Linked DNA regions of Mus musculus: region 2 is linked to region 1. Evidence: chromatin contacts called from public Hi-C data. All regions are on one chromosome and are shown on one strand. The core of a region is the stretch at or near the end of the contact, and the rest is flanking DNA. Distances in the headings are between cores, read along the strand shown. Region 1 has its middle 34 kb from the start of Gm13749. Region 2 has its middle 110 kb from the start of Gm36148.

Region 1 (6,979 bases), core at 3,182-5,681:
GGGGTTGGAAAGCCAACTTACCAAAATAGCAGTTCAAAAAAAATTTTTTTGAAAAACAAATTCACCACCAAACAGTTTCTCCTGCTCCATTTATTTCAACTAGTGTGGTATTAATAGAACGCCTAACAGCAGGGAGCAGGGAAATAAATGTATTCTCACTCACAAGGGAATGACTAAATGACTCACAAATGCAAAAATAAATAAATGGCTTCCCGTGAAAATCTGAAACTGTATTACCCCAACCGAAACAACGAAGCTTTTTAACTATAACCTAACGTGCTAAATCCGATCAGTTTTATTTGAGGCCATAGATAGATCGAGCGATCAATCTCCATTATCCCCGGTTCCTTTTCATCTTCATAGTGCTATTTTTCTTCCTTCAAGACATTTCAGTTCATTTCCTCAAGCCTTCCTCAGTTTAATGGCTGATTTTCCCACCAGGAAAAAAATCTCACTTCCTCTACAGGAAACAAAGGAAACAACCAAGAAGGAAGCTTTAGAAAGATAAGTCTCAAGACTATTCAGTGAGGAGGAAGCCATTCGGGGTGAGAGGAAGATAACAGGTAGATAAATACTGTGTACCCCAGCTTCTCTCAAACCTTCTGTTAAATGTTAACAGGTGCTGCCTCCTGACACTATAAAAAGATCAACTTTTTGTCTCCTGTATAATTTGTGAACAGGTAGGCCCCGGAGGGCCTGAATGAGGTCATGCCAATTAACTCACCGGTTCCTGCAATCAGAGTGATAATGACATCCTTAGCAACCACGCTATCTATGGCACCGCCCACTGCTGTGAAAACCCTCTTCATCTAAGCAGGTTGGAGGGTGCCTGGCCAGAGCTGTGATCTCAGACCCTGCAGGCTGAGAATTACACTCACCTCCCCCACCCTCCACCCCAGTGATTCCCAGACACTCCTTCCCTAACCCAAAAGAGGAATGAGGAAATCAAATCAAATCAAAACAAACAAAAACAAACAAAATAAACTTTCTCCATCCACAAAAGCTGAGGACCGGGACTTTCCCCAGAGTCCACAGCTACTATGAGCTGCCTCATCAGAACCATCTTAGAGGAATTAATGATTGCTTGAGCCCCATCCAGCCTGCCTGGACTGTACATACTTACCCCTTGCTTTAAAAATCCTTGTAACTGGGCTGCCTTTGCTAATGGACCCTCACAGCTACTTCGTGGGACGAGATTTGATATGCCGAAGGCAGTAGAACAGAAGGCAATGTCCAAGACTAAAAGTACTTTTAAAATTCAGCTTCCTGGGACACACTGACTATATATGACAACCAGGACAGCAACCAAGAATACATCCCGCAAGTGGGCAAACTTACTTCAACAAACTTAAGCTCTAAACATTTCAGTTTGAGTCAACATTTATTATATGAACCCCCTCCCACCTGCCCCTTGGTATATTAGCTATTTGGGGAAACTTAATGAAAAAAAAGTGAGGCAAATCAGTATATCCTTACTTTCAAGGAAGTTCAAATCTATCTGGGAAAAGGGCAGGAGAAAAGAAAGGAGGAAGAGGTGAGAAGAGAGAGACAATACCCCAAAACAATAATGTGAGTTAAATGGGAAAGTAGTCTTTAGTGTGTGGAGTTCTCATGGATATAGAGGGATGTAGTTAAAACACCTGATCAGGACATTTAAATAGGTATTACAATGAGAAGCAAGGAGAGAGGAAAGAGATGAGGAAGGCAGAAAAACAGAAGCAACTGCATAGAGGCCAAGGAGTAGCTAACAATCCCCAGGAAAGCAGAGACCATGGCTAAGTAGACTTTATCCACCCCCACTTACCTGAGGTTTCTCTTTCCTGTAGCTTTAGGTACTAGCTGTCAATCATGGTCTGAAAATATTAAGTGGGAAGTTCTAGAAATAAGCAATTTTTGAATTGTGGTTGTGATGAAGTTTCCTACTGTCTGGCCTCTTCCTACCTGAATACACCATGGTTCAGCACACCTAAAGGTGTGTGTGTGTGTGTGTGTGTGTGTGTGTGTGTGTGTGTGTTTGTGTGTGTTACCTATCCATTAGCCAACTGGGAGCTGTCTCTGTTGTCAGACTGACTGCCCTGGATAACACAGGGCTTCTGCCCAAGAATGTTTTATTTCATTTAATAATGGCCTCAAAGAATTAGAATAATGTGGCTTGCAATTCTACTGTAGTCCATTGTTTTAATGTTCTATTATCATTAGTTCCTATCAGTAATCTCTTGCTCTGCCTAATTTATAAACTAAAGCTTATCATATATACATGTACATATACCATATACACATATACATATATATATATATATATATATATACAGTGTGTATATTTATGTATACGCATATAGTATTTGCATACACATACAGGAAAGACATAATAATAGGCACAGGCTTGGTGCTACCTGTGGTTTCGGGTACCTACTACATGTTTTGGAATCTCTCGCTTGGATAAGAAGGAGCTCTTGTACATCTCAGGACTTTCCAGCTTGGTTCTACTGTATGGGAGGCTCTTTATCAAAAATTTCAATAAAAATGTTTTACTTTGAGGTTTTTATTTATTATAACCTCCTTTCTTTGCCCACAGAGTTCATTTTTTCTGAAATAATAGTGCTAGCACAAGGTAGGTAAAGCAAAAGAGAAAAGAAGGAAGAAAGGAAAGAAGGAAGGGAAGGAAGGAGACTGGGGGAGTGAGGGAGAGAGGGAGGAAGGAAGGGGAGAAGGAAAAAGGAAGAAGAGGAGAAGGGAGATGAAGAAAAGGAAGGAAAGAGAGGAAGGGGGGGAAAGACGACAGACAGGATGGGAAGGAAGGCAGAGGGGATGAAGGCAGAGGGGAAGAATTTGCCAGTAACACTACTGATTACACTACCAGGGGCCCCCTACACTCTTCCAGGTCACTTCGAATTGTGTTTCAGAGAGTTCTGTTCCCAGTCAGGGAGAAGGCAGAAAGGACTGGGGAAAGGAAGGAGGAAGGCAAAAGGGAGGGAGAGCAGGAGTTAGCTGTGCAGGATGGAAACTGCCAATGGGAGACGGGGTTATGGAATGAACAGTGTGCAGCAGTAAGACTGTATTCTCAGCCTGAGTCCTTACATGCACATAGGTGGCAGCGCATGACAGGCCTATGACTTCAGAAATGATTTGCAGAGCCAGTGTTATCTATCTGTAATGTCAGCATTTACCATGTGTTTCTCATTGGAGAATATCAATTCTCTGTTTTCCTAATTGATTCCAGTAACATAGATACCCAGAATGCTGTATACCCCTCACTGATTGCTGGGCAAACATTATTGAAATGTCAATATTTGCTCTTTTTCCTAGAACATCATTGTCAAAGGCTGCAAATCATTTGGGGGCACATCTCTGATATTTAATGTATGGAGAGTGCTGATCAAAACTATTTTTTTAATTCTTCTTCATGCTTTCTCTGGTCATTTACCAGCCATCATTGCTGTTCAGAAATGTTCCTCTTAATTCCTACCAACAATACCTGCTACAAAACCCAACTTCCATCTGTGCTCACAAGCCTTATGAGAGAGAACTGAGAGCATCTCTGTGCACTGACAGTCTAGATCCTTACTCCTTGTCAGTGCGTAGGAAAGGGCAGTTCACTTGGCTATCTCACTACTTGGCCCTCCATCTCACTGAGCTTGAGTAAAATATCCATCAAAAGCCACACCAACTATCACAGGGCTTCATTACTGCGATGGTAACCACATACAACATACATCTTGTTCCATACAACATACATTGGGACGATCTTGTTCCCATGGCAATCGAGTATGCAATCCCTTTCTCATGTTTTGCTTTGCCTTAGAGAAAAGGGACTTTGTCTTGGCACAGTTGGTGACCTTTTACTAGGACATGTTCCATGACTCATCTGGAAGGATTCCCCTCCCGCAGTGCCCCCTATACACAAACACACACTTATTTGCAGGTACTTGAACAGTGGGACTCTAATGTTTGGTTTCTTCTGGAAACTCTCCCCTAGTTTAATTTTTTGAAGCCTGTGTCCTGCTATCTCATTAAATTACCATGTATTATTCTGGACATGAGTGGTACCACTTTTTTCACATTATTTTCCTGTTCCCACTGGGAAAGAATTCTTGACTTGGAATCAGATCACATCACTGGTGTATTACACGGGTCGTGGAAAGAAGAGCCTCAGCTTTCTGCCCTCCTGTCCTTCCCCACCACAATACCTCTGAAAATACTGCAATGGCTTTATTCTTCCCAGCTAGGTTGGTGGCCATCGGGGTGCTTTGACCAATAAAAGGACCTGTGATGTTTCTCAGATGTGATGTGACACGCCAGCCAGTCACATTTCTGATTAGCTATCTCGGGGCCACCTACACTTTCAGTTTGTTTCCAATTGTGTTTCAGATAATGCCGTTCCCAGTTAGGCAGATGATCACTGTAATTTCTGGTAATGAAATGGCTAGGGAGCCCGGCCTGGGCTGGGAAGAGAGCCAGAGCCCAGCGCTTTGTGAGAAACTGTGTTATGGCCTAGGACAGAGAGATGAAGCCAAGATGCTGGTTGGGCAATTACAGCACAGATGAGCTTGAATCTTGAATCTTGATCGACTGCCCACTTATACTTACGACTGGTAACATTTAGAAGAGACAGCCCTCTATGAAAACAACTCTGTAGAGAAGGCAAAGATACTTGCTATTTTTCTCTTTAATGCACCAAAGAATCACAGTTGGGCTTCCACAAATGCAAAATTACTTTCATTCACCATGAACAGTAATGGCTTCATACAGCCAGCATGGGCAAGTTAAGAATGGAGCCTTTGAGCAAGTGCTATGGTCGGAATCCAAAATGTCCCACCACAAGCTCATGTTTTCAATGTTTGGTTCCCAGTTGGTGGCACTGTTTGGAGAGGTTCTTAGGAACTTGGGGGAAGGCTTCTTTGGAAGTTCTGGCTGGCCCCTGATTCCTGCCTTTTTCTCGTCTTCTGGGCCAAGATGAGACTAGACTCCTAAAGACTCTCACAACCATGAGCTGAGATGTCCTTCCATGATGATCTGAAAGCCTAGAAAACCGTGAGCCAAAATGAATCCTTGCTCCTTTTAATTGTTTTTGCCAGCAATTTTGGTCACAAAGAAGCAATTATTACTGTGAGTTTTCAATATGCATATTGTAATACACACATTTTAATTCATGATTGTGAGAACTTTCTAGAAGGAAGAGAAGAAAAAGAAATAGCACAAAAAGGGATTGTCAGCTTTGTGCTTCATTCTTCCTTACATCTTATACCTCAAATATAATCACATTTGTTCAAATGCCCATCTCTTTAGACAGTCCAGTGAAATACTGAAACCAAGATCTAGGTGGCCTCCTTCTGACATCTGAAGTATGTCATTTAGTAATGTCACCCAACCACAGCTATGAAGAGCTTCAAGGTAGCCATCCACCTCTGTTGAGTTTGTTGATGTGGAGGAAGTGGCACGTGTTTCCCTGTTTCACTCTTGCCAGGCTGCAGGCTGGTTTCAGTCAAGATAGAGAGAGAGAGAGTCCAGGGCCAGGAGAAGTCTGTCTGCCTTAGCTAGAAGTTTATAGTAATGGCCATGTGTCCTCTGTGCCTCTAGCTGCCTTCCTGCCGACCCTGGATTCTGTAACACTGCCTTTCTCTGGGCTTTTCCAGGTCTAAGTGGGGCAACAGCCTCTACTCTGGTTAACTTCTGAGTTGAATCACCACTTCCTGTGTGGCTTCTCCTCTCTTCTACCCCCTATGCCTCTCCTCTCCTTCCACCCCACCCCCACCCCGTACTGCGAATCCTGGCACTGATACTTAGAAGGGATCCAACTTTTCTAGATTGACCCTATCACTGCCTAGAGTGTCACAGCTCCAGATTAAATCTTTAATCCAATGTCAAATGAACTCATCAAAGATTAAAATGATAGGAGAGAAACAGGAGGGATAGCTAGCATCAGCAACTCAACTGTGCTTTGCAGTGTCCCTACTGCAGCCAGTGGCAACAGCTCAGCACATCACTCATATTAGCCAATCAAATTCTCTCAAAGCATTCTGAGCTGAGCATCACAATTACCATCCTCATTTCTAAAACTTTGTTACATATTAATTGTAAAAAACACTAGGTCCATTCTAGGTCATTTTTTATTTGAGTAGATTAATTATATAATATAACAGGTTTCGTTGTGATATCTTTATACATATACACAGAGCACTTTGATTATACCCTGTTCCTCCCCATGTTGTCTGTCTCTTATCCCTTTTTATCAATGGGGATATCAAGACAGAGAACGTTTAAGTAACTTGACCATGGTCATAGGGGTACCAAATGTCAACCCACTGCTTTGAAAGCATGTTCACTTAGTGCCTTTAGCTTGTAACCCTTCTATTCCAGTTTTCTTTCTGTTGCTGTGATAAAACAGCATGACTAAAAGAAAGGTGGGGTGGAAAAGGTTTTTTTTTTACACCTTACAGATTATTGTCAATAACTGAGAAAAGCCAAGTCTAAAGTTCAAGGCAAGAACCTGGAAGTAAGAACTGAAGCAGAGACTGTGGAGGGTGGAGGCTTGTTTCTTCTTCATGGTTTGCTCAGTTTGTTTTCTTATACCACACAGGACCACCTGCCCCAGCCAGGTAAACACCTTAGTGGATGCCCCTACAGGCTTGCCTACTGGCAATCTTACGGAGGTAATCATTCAATTTAGGTTCCCGATGACTCTAGCTTATGTCAAGTTGACAAAAATGACCTAACCAGCACATCTGTGTCACACTGACTGAAGACTCTAACAACATCCCACACCTGTGTTGGGAAGGCACGAGCCCTGAAGAGAGTGGCCCTTAAGGCAGTGTATTTTTGAATAATGCTCTCTAAACCTTTAAGGGCATCCCCTCTGCTTAGAGACATTAAAATGTATATTTTCTACATTTCAAGACATGCAGGAAAGAACAAACGTTGACAGCTGAGGAGACAACTACAACTAGCCTTCCTCGGATGCAGCGAGGGATGAGAAAGCTGC
Region 2 (6,979 bases), core at 2,125-4,624, 410 kb after region 1:
ATACCCAAGATATAAGATACAACTTGCAAAACGCATGAAATTCAAGAAGAACGAAGACCAAAGTGTGGACACTTTACCCTTTCTTAGAAATGGGAACAAAACACCCATAGAAGGAGTTACAGAGACAAAATTTGGAGCTGTGACAAAAGGATGGACCATCTAGTGATTGCCATATGCAGGGATCCATCCCATAATCAGCTTCCAAATGCTGACACCATTGCATACACTAGCAAGATTTCGCTGAAAGGACCCAGTTATAGCTCTCTCTTGTGAGACTATGCCGGGGCCTAGCAAACACAGAAGTGGATGATCACAGTCAGCTATTGGATGGGTCACACGGCCCCTAATGGAGGAGCTAGAGAAATTACCCAAGGAGCTAAAGGGAACTGCAACCCTATAGGTGGAACAACAATATGAACTAACCAGTACCCCTGAGCTCTTGTCTCTAGCTGCATATGCATCTAGTCGGCCATCACTAAAAAGAGAGGCCCATTGGACTTGCAAACTTTATATGCCCCAGTACAGGGGAACGCCAGGGCCAAAAAGGGGGAGTGGGTGGGTAGGGGATTGGGGGGTGGGTATGGGGGACCTTTGGGATAGCATTGAAAATGTAAATGAGGAAAATACCTAATTAAAAAAAATCTACAAGGAAATAAGTTTAGGTCTCCCCATATCCCTCCACCCCAGACAAACCTCATAACATCAAGAAATACTAGAAAATTCCTTTATGAGGTCAAAAAACATGTACGGTAAACTAAAGTTTATATTTTATTTTCCTTAAGATCTTTGAAGAGGAGTCTACCCAGATGCACCCAGGACACTAGAGATGTAGAAACAAAGAGCAGAGCAAACGCTTAAGTGTTTATGCTGGAAGACAAAGCATCTGCTCACTGGAGCTTTTCATCCCAGTCCATATTCAAAGTGACCTAAAAGCAGAAAGTTTCCCAGGACTTCTGGGATGCAGAATTATTGATTATTTTCTTAGTCATTGAAGGGGAAAAATAGAGGAACTCTCCCCAGAGGGAAGTGTTCAGACATCAATGGCCATTTTACAGGCCCGTATTTCAAGAAGTGGGCTACAACATCACACCCCACCTGGAGGTTTACACCGGCAGCTTCAATCCACTGGCCAAGGATATTTGGTCTAAGGATTTGTGTGGACCCAAATGATGGGATTTTTCAGCCATCACTTTTGCTGTTGTAGCAGGCTTAGAAATTCATAACTCTGAATTGTTTATTTACACATTACATTTAGGTTTTGGATGGTGCACACTTTTTCATCCCAGCACTCAGGAGGCAGAAACAAATGGATCTCTCTGAGTTCAAGGCCGGTCTGGTCTACATGGAGAGTTACAAGCCAGACAGAGCTTTTAGGTGGGAAAGCAAGTAGAGATAAGAAATGTCCTGAGGTCACTATCTGACACCATGAAGCACTCTGACTTGAGAACCTACTGTGTGACATACCAGAAACCCAAATGACACGTACTATCTTACTATATAAGCAGCAGAAAATGACTCATCTCTCTATCCCCTTATCCCTTCCTACCCTCACCAGGAGATGACTTCATCTCAGTTACTCAAAGTGATATTACAAGAAGCCGCAAAAAAGACAAAAGTTTGTCCTACAGATGCTCTCCTTAGAAGAATCTAGAATCTTCATGCTTAAGCCATGGAGAAGTGAAGAGTCAGCATCTGCATCTTTCCCAATGTCCCCCCATTTTCACCTGCTAAAATGAAGATGGGGCAAGGGGTTCTCCAACCTTGGACAAAACTTGTAATAACACAGCACTTGGCAGAGGCAGAGGCAGAGGCAGAGGCAGAGGCAGAGGCAGAGGCAGAGGCAGAGGCAGAGGCAGAGGCAGAGGCAGAGGCAGAGGCAGAGGCAGAGGCAGAGAGGCAGAGGCAGGTGGATTTCTGAGTTCGAGGCCAGCCTGGTCTACAGAGTGAGTCCCAGGACAGCCAGGGCTACACAGAGAAACCCTGTCTCGAAAACAAAACAAAACAAAAACAAACAAACAAACAACAAAAAAAAACCTTGTATATTGCAAATGGAGCCAGGACATAGAGGGGTGGATCATAAAGGCAGGAAAGGGGTATGTGAAATAAAATGTTGCTTGGATATTCATCAAAAGCTGGCATAAGAGACCTAAAGAGAACTTGATAGAGAACTTTTGCACGTCACTCTAGACTTTTGGATGCCAGTGGCCAGCTTTGGCTGAGTGCTGCTACACTCACACAGTTTCTCAAAGCTTCTTGGAGGTTTCTAGGTTATATGGTCTTTGCTGAAAATTACAAAATCCAAAAGAAGCAGCTGAAGACCAGGAAAGGGAAGTAACTTACAGCCAAGTACATAAAGCTCCCTAACGAGAGAGCAGAGCCAAGACTCCAGCCTTGTACTACCTGACTCCAGAGCCTGTGTTGTGGTTCTCATCACACACAAGCCTCACCAGTTCAAATCTGCTGTCCTTTCTCCATAATCTGCACCAATCACTTTATGTAGTTTTGTGTATATGAACATGGTCAACATCAGTAGTCACTCTGCTTTATATTTCGAGACAATGGAGCTTGCTGATTCTTCTAGTCTGGCTGGCCAGCAAGCCTCAGGGACTGTGCCTCCCTCCCACTTTGGGATTCGAGCTGTACACCCATGTACCTGGCCTTTCTTACCTTGAATTCTGACATCCAAAAAGGCCCTCCAGCTTGCACAGCAAACAGTTTACTGACTGAGCCAACTCCCCTGCCCTTTTTATATATTTTCATATCATACACGTACTGTATAAAAAGTCAATAGAATCCATTGCATTTAGGCAGTTCTTTGGGCTGATAGTGCACATATTCAGCTACCTCTGGGCTTATAGTATATGAATAACTATTCGCTCTACAATCTATTCAATGTTCCTGAGTTCCTACACCAAGCCAAGCATTGTGCTGCATGCCTCAGAAAGTCACAGCCCACTGGAAGAGATCCCATTAAAATGAAAATAAGCGCTTGGTTTCCCGTGGTACAGTAAGGCATAACCAAGAGATTAGAGCTTGCTTATTGAGCTGCAATCCAAAACCACATTATTGAGCTATAATTTCCTATTTGATTGACATGAAAGGACTGAGCAACTGGCCCAAGGTCAAGTCTCCAGTCAGTAGCAGTTCATTTCACTTATTTTATTGTCTCTGACATACCATGTTCTCAAGATCTGCTCTCTCTTAATAGTCTTATGTAATGTTCAAAACATATTTTATGTTTTACAGACATTTTAAAAAATTTAAGGCCAAAGAAGCAAATGTGTCAGCATTCATGTTGGGCTAGAACACATTTTGGCTGCCAACTCTCAGGACAGCAGAGCTCCTCCAAGGTCTGGCTTCCCCCCAAGCCTGTTTCCAGGCTATGGAAGCCGTTAATTCTGCCCTAAATGCATGCTGTCTCCTCATCTCCTCTGTAGCCTTCTAGCTGGGCTGAGACTTAATTGGTTTGGGTTGGATAATTCATAGTGCCTCATTAGGGCATCAAAACACATACTAGGCTCTCTAGTAATTTTCTCCCCTGAAAGAACATTGATTGGCTCCTTCACTGGGAAAAGAATTAGCTAAAGGATTCTTGGGTTTGTGAAGAAAAAAAAAAAAAAAAGAGAGAAAGAGAAAAGAAAGAGTCCACAACAGATAATTTCAAAGTGTATTGTGCAATCAGATTTCTTTGAGGCTATCTGTCGATCAGGTACCTCTGCTCTTGCAAAAGATAAAAATTAAAAAAAAAAAAATTCTCAAACCACACCAAGGGTAGCTACCAGTTAACTTGCAGAATTTATAGAAAAACTGGCTGTTCTAAAGTTCCCACTTGCTGGCTTCCCACTGTTTTCTCTTGCCTGGAGATACTCTTTATTAACACACTAAGAGGGAAACCCTGAAAGATGGCTTCTTTGCACATCTGACCGGCTGGCTACTCCACCTCCCACTCTCCCACTGTAACAGGTTAGGGCAGTGTCCCCTCCCCTCCCACTCCTCCTTAAGCAAGAAAGCATGCTAACTGTGAATACCTATGGTTCTTGGCTCTGCTGCTTCTCTGACTACGAGAGCCCACTTCGGATGGATGGATGGATGTTCTGCAGCAGGCAGAGGGATTGTGCAACCAAATAGCCCAGCTCCAGCCAGGTGTGGTGATACATACCTATAATTGCAGCACTCAGGACACTGAAGCAAGAGGATCTTCAAGGTGAGCCTGTACTACTTGAGTCTTAGGTTAGCCTCAGAAATGTACAAAGACTCTGTCTCACAAAAGAAAAAAACAAACAAACATTTCTTCTTTCTCACCTCTGAGTTGGAATAAGCCTGAGCTATGTATGGGTTTTGTTTTGGACTTTTAAAGACTTATTTATTTTATTTTATGGGCATGGGTATTTTGCCTGCATGCACATTTATGTGTACCATGTATATGCCTGGTGCCATACATGATCCCCTAGAACTGGAGTTACAGATAATGTGAGCTACCATATGGGTGCTAAAAATTGAACACAGGGCCTCTAGAGGTACAGTAAGTGCTCTTAAACACTGAGCCACCTCTCCAGCCCCTGACTTGTGTCTTACCCTCTCTCCCAGAGAGTCTAGGAAGAATGAATAAGAACATCTGGGTAATGTAATCTTTGTTAGCCTCCTCTTCTTCCTTATCCCATTTCCCAATTCCATTATGAGGATTTCTTGTCGCCTCCAAAATATGATGCTTCCATTTTACCCTCCCCCTCCCCCACCCCTTATCCCAGAGGAGCCTAAAGAAAAACATAGTTCAGTCAACCTTTAATCTTCACTGGAGCTTGGTCTTAGCCCTCAAGGTCACTCAACTTCCCATCATTACTGCGATCCGGAAACCTCTATCGTTAGGTCTGGGGGCCAATGACATGGACTTACCAAAAGTCTTAGTTCATCAAGCTTTAAAGACCTTCATCAGATGGCACTTATTATAAAAGAAGAAAAAAGGGAGACCTACCAACTTGGCCCAAGGACTTCAAACTGGTATTCATAGGAGAAAAAAAAATGTTTAGGGGAAACACTCAGTGATGATTCAGTTTGTCTTCCACATGATCTTATGCAAGACATCCTCATGCCACTGGGAGGGTCTTTTGAAGGTTCTCTAGTGTAGAATGGTGGGGCTGAGGGACAGGAGAACAATGAGACAGAAATAGTGATAAATCAATCAGGATAAATTCAGCAAGTGCTTCTTACAGACACCAAGAAGAACAAGACAAAGATTTGCTGTAGCTTTGCTCTTTACTCTTATTTTCAGACCGGTCTGTCATGAGGAAACAAGCTCAGTCTCACCAGCATCTCAGACAGATGCAGGCCTTCCTTGGTTCAGTCAAGAACTCTCCAGGCACGGTGCTACTGCGAGTCGTGGGGTGGGGGTGGGGGTGCTGACTTATCACTTTCTTTCAAATGTGATAGGACCCTTAGCGTCAGCATGAATGAAACTGTGCATGGGACCTCCTTGGAGGAGTATGGATTCTGAATCCTCCAGGACTGTCCCATAATGCCCCTGTCAGTCGGTTTTGCCTTTGGGCATCTAATTTAACTGACAAATCTGGGGAATCACACAGAGGCAGCCACCTCCCCAGTGACTTCACAGATGGGAGTCCCGCAGTGAGTAAGTTATTTCAGCAAGTTTGATGTTACCTTATGTTGAACATTCTCCTGACAGGTCTGCTCATTTGTTAATGGCATAAAAAAACTCACCGTTATTAGGCACGATTTTCCTGACTTGATAAATACCACAGCCTCCTTTTTGGCTGTTTTAATGGATGTCCTAAAGGCATCTGAATATGGCATTTTGTTTGATAGAAGCATATCAACAGCAATGTTTTTGTAATTAGTTTTGGAAGCCCCAGCCTTCAACATACAAGGTGAAGTATTCCAACGAGCAAAATATACCCACTGCAAGGACAATCATCTTTTGAGAGTCAATTGAGTCTGGGTGGGAACTTGTGCTGCCTAGTGTATGTGAGTATACTTTGCAAAATCAACTTAGCTGCATATATAAGCAGAAGTCAAATCATATCTTGGCGTGATGCCTAGCAGCCATTATATATTCGTTAGCTTCAGTCACAAGAACAATTAGTTCAAATTTTCATACAGACCAGTTTTTAAAGTCCTCAGGACAGCAAATTCTTCCTGGGATACTGCTAGCTACAAAAATCAGTACACAAAGGAAGTATATACTTTATATCTTCATCTTTTATTAATATTTTGTCAGTCAATTTGACCATAGTCAGAGACCTGGCACTACACCAAACACCATGTGTATGGTGCCAAGAGAGCACAAATTAGTGAAAAAGACATGACCCATAGGTTCAGAAAATTTGAAGTCTACAAGGAAAGTCAGACTATATTAAATAATGCCCCAAACTGAAGAGAAAATACAGGCTTGCACATAAAGAAGAGATTATACATGTGAAGCACTTGGCTCCATAGCAAGGAAGCCTGCGGTGGACATTAAATAAGGAGCAACCATCACAGCCTTACTAGAGAATTTACATTCATAAACACACAAATACTGAAAGGGAAGAAACTCATGTTGGGGGGAGCTGAGTTCTGCGTTCAGTTATAAAGGTTTTCAGAGTGAGGTTGAAGCAGAGAAGCACAGGGACCATCGCCATCAGAGAGCGGTACTGAAGCCACAACCCAGTGGCAGAAGTAGGTCAATTTCACGCAAGAGAAGCAGGCCTGGCCAGCTTAAACAAAGACTCCATCAAAGAGAGATCAAAGGAAGAGGCTGTTGAGATGGGGAGGCACACATTCACCTTAGTTGCCTGCCAGAGAAGTTTAGATTTAATAACCTACTGTTAGCTCTTTAAGAGGTATAGCTGCATAATTGGCAGGAACCATGGAACAACAAACATTCGGGCTCTTTTTTAATTATTAATAATTTTAAGACAGTGATGGAGAAACATGGGGTCAATTCTGAAGACAGGGCCCTGTGGAAATGCATAAGCCAGATGCT

What was found. Hi-C and Micro-C count contacts between places; a contact is called where the count stands out from the background.
Region 2: a contact with region 1 is called in a Hi-C map of cerebellar granule neurons, with 1.8 times the contacts expected there. The contact joins two enhancer-like sites. A contact is called at or near these places in 1 of 484 Hi-C or Micro-C datasets (cerebellar granule neurons), 2 of 115 datasets of contacts at active chromatin or transcription factors (cardiomyocytes and embryonic stem cells) and 1 of 9 other capture datasets (embryonic stem cells).

The regions. Positions count from the first base shown.
Region 1 is chr1:63,995,245-64,002,223 of GRCm38.p6, forward strand. No RefSeq gene overlaps it. Among named protein-coding and RNA genes, the nearest start is that of Gm13749, 34 kb to the left of the region's middle. RefSeq lists an enhancer at 1-1,328. Within about 2 kb of position 4,432, at least 97 of the 459 cell types and tissues checked have an H3K27ac peak or open chromatin away from gene starts, as enhancers often do. A contact at or near this core is called in cerebellar granule neurons, where this site is marked.
Region 2 is chr1:64,406,002-64,412,980 of GRCm38.p6, forward strand. No RefSeq gene overlaps it. Among named protein-coding and RNA genes, the nearest start is that of Gm36148, 110 kb to the right of the region's middle. Within about 2 kb of position 3,375, at least 23 of the 459 cell types and tissues checked have an H3K27ac peak or open chromatin away from gene starts, as enhancers often do. A contact at or near this core is called in cerebellar granule neurons, where this site is marked.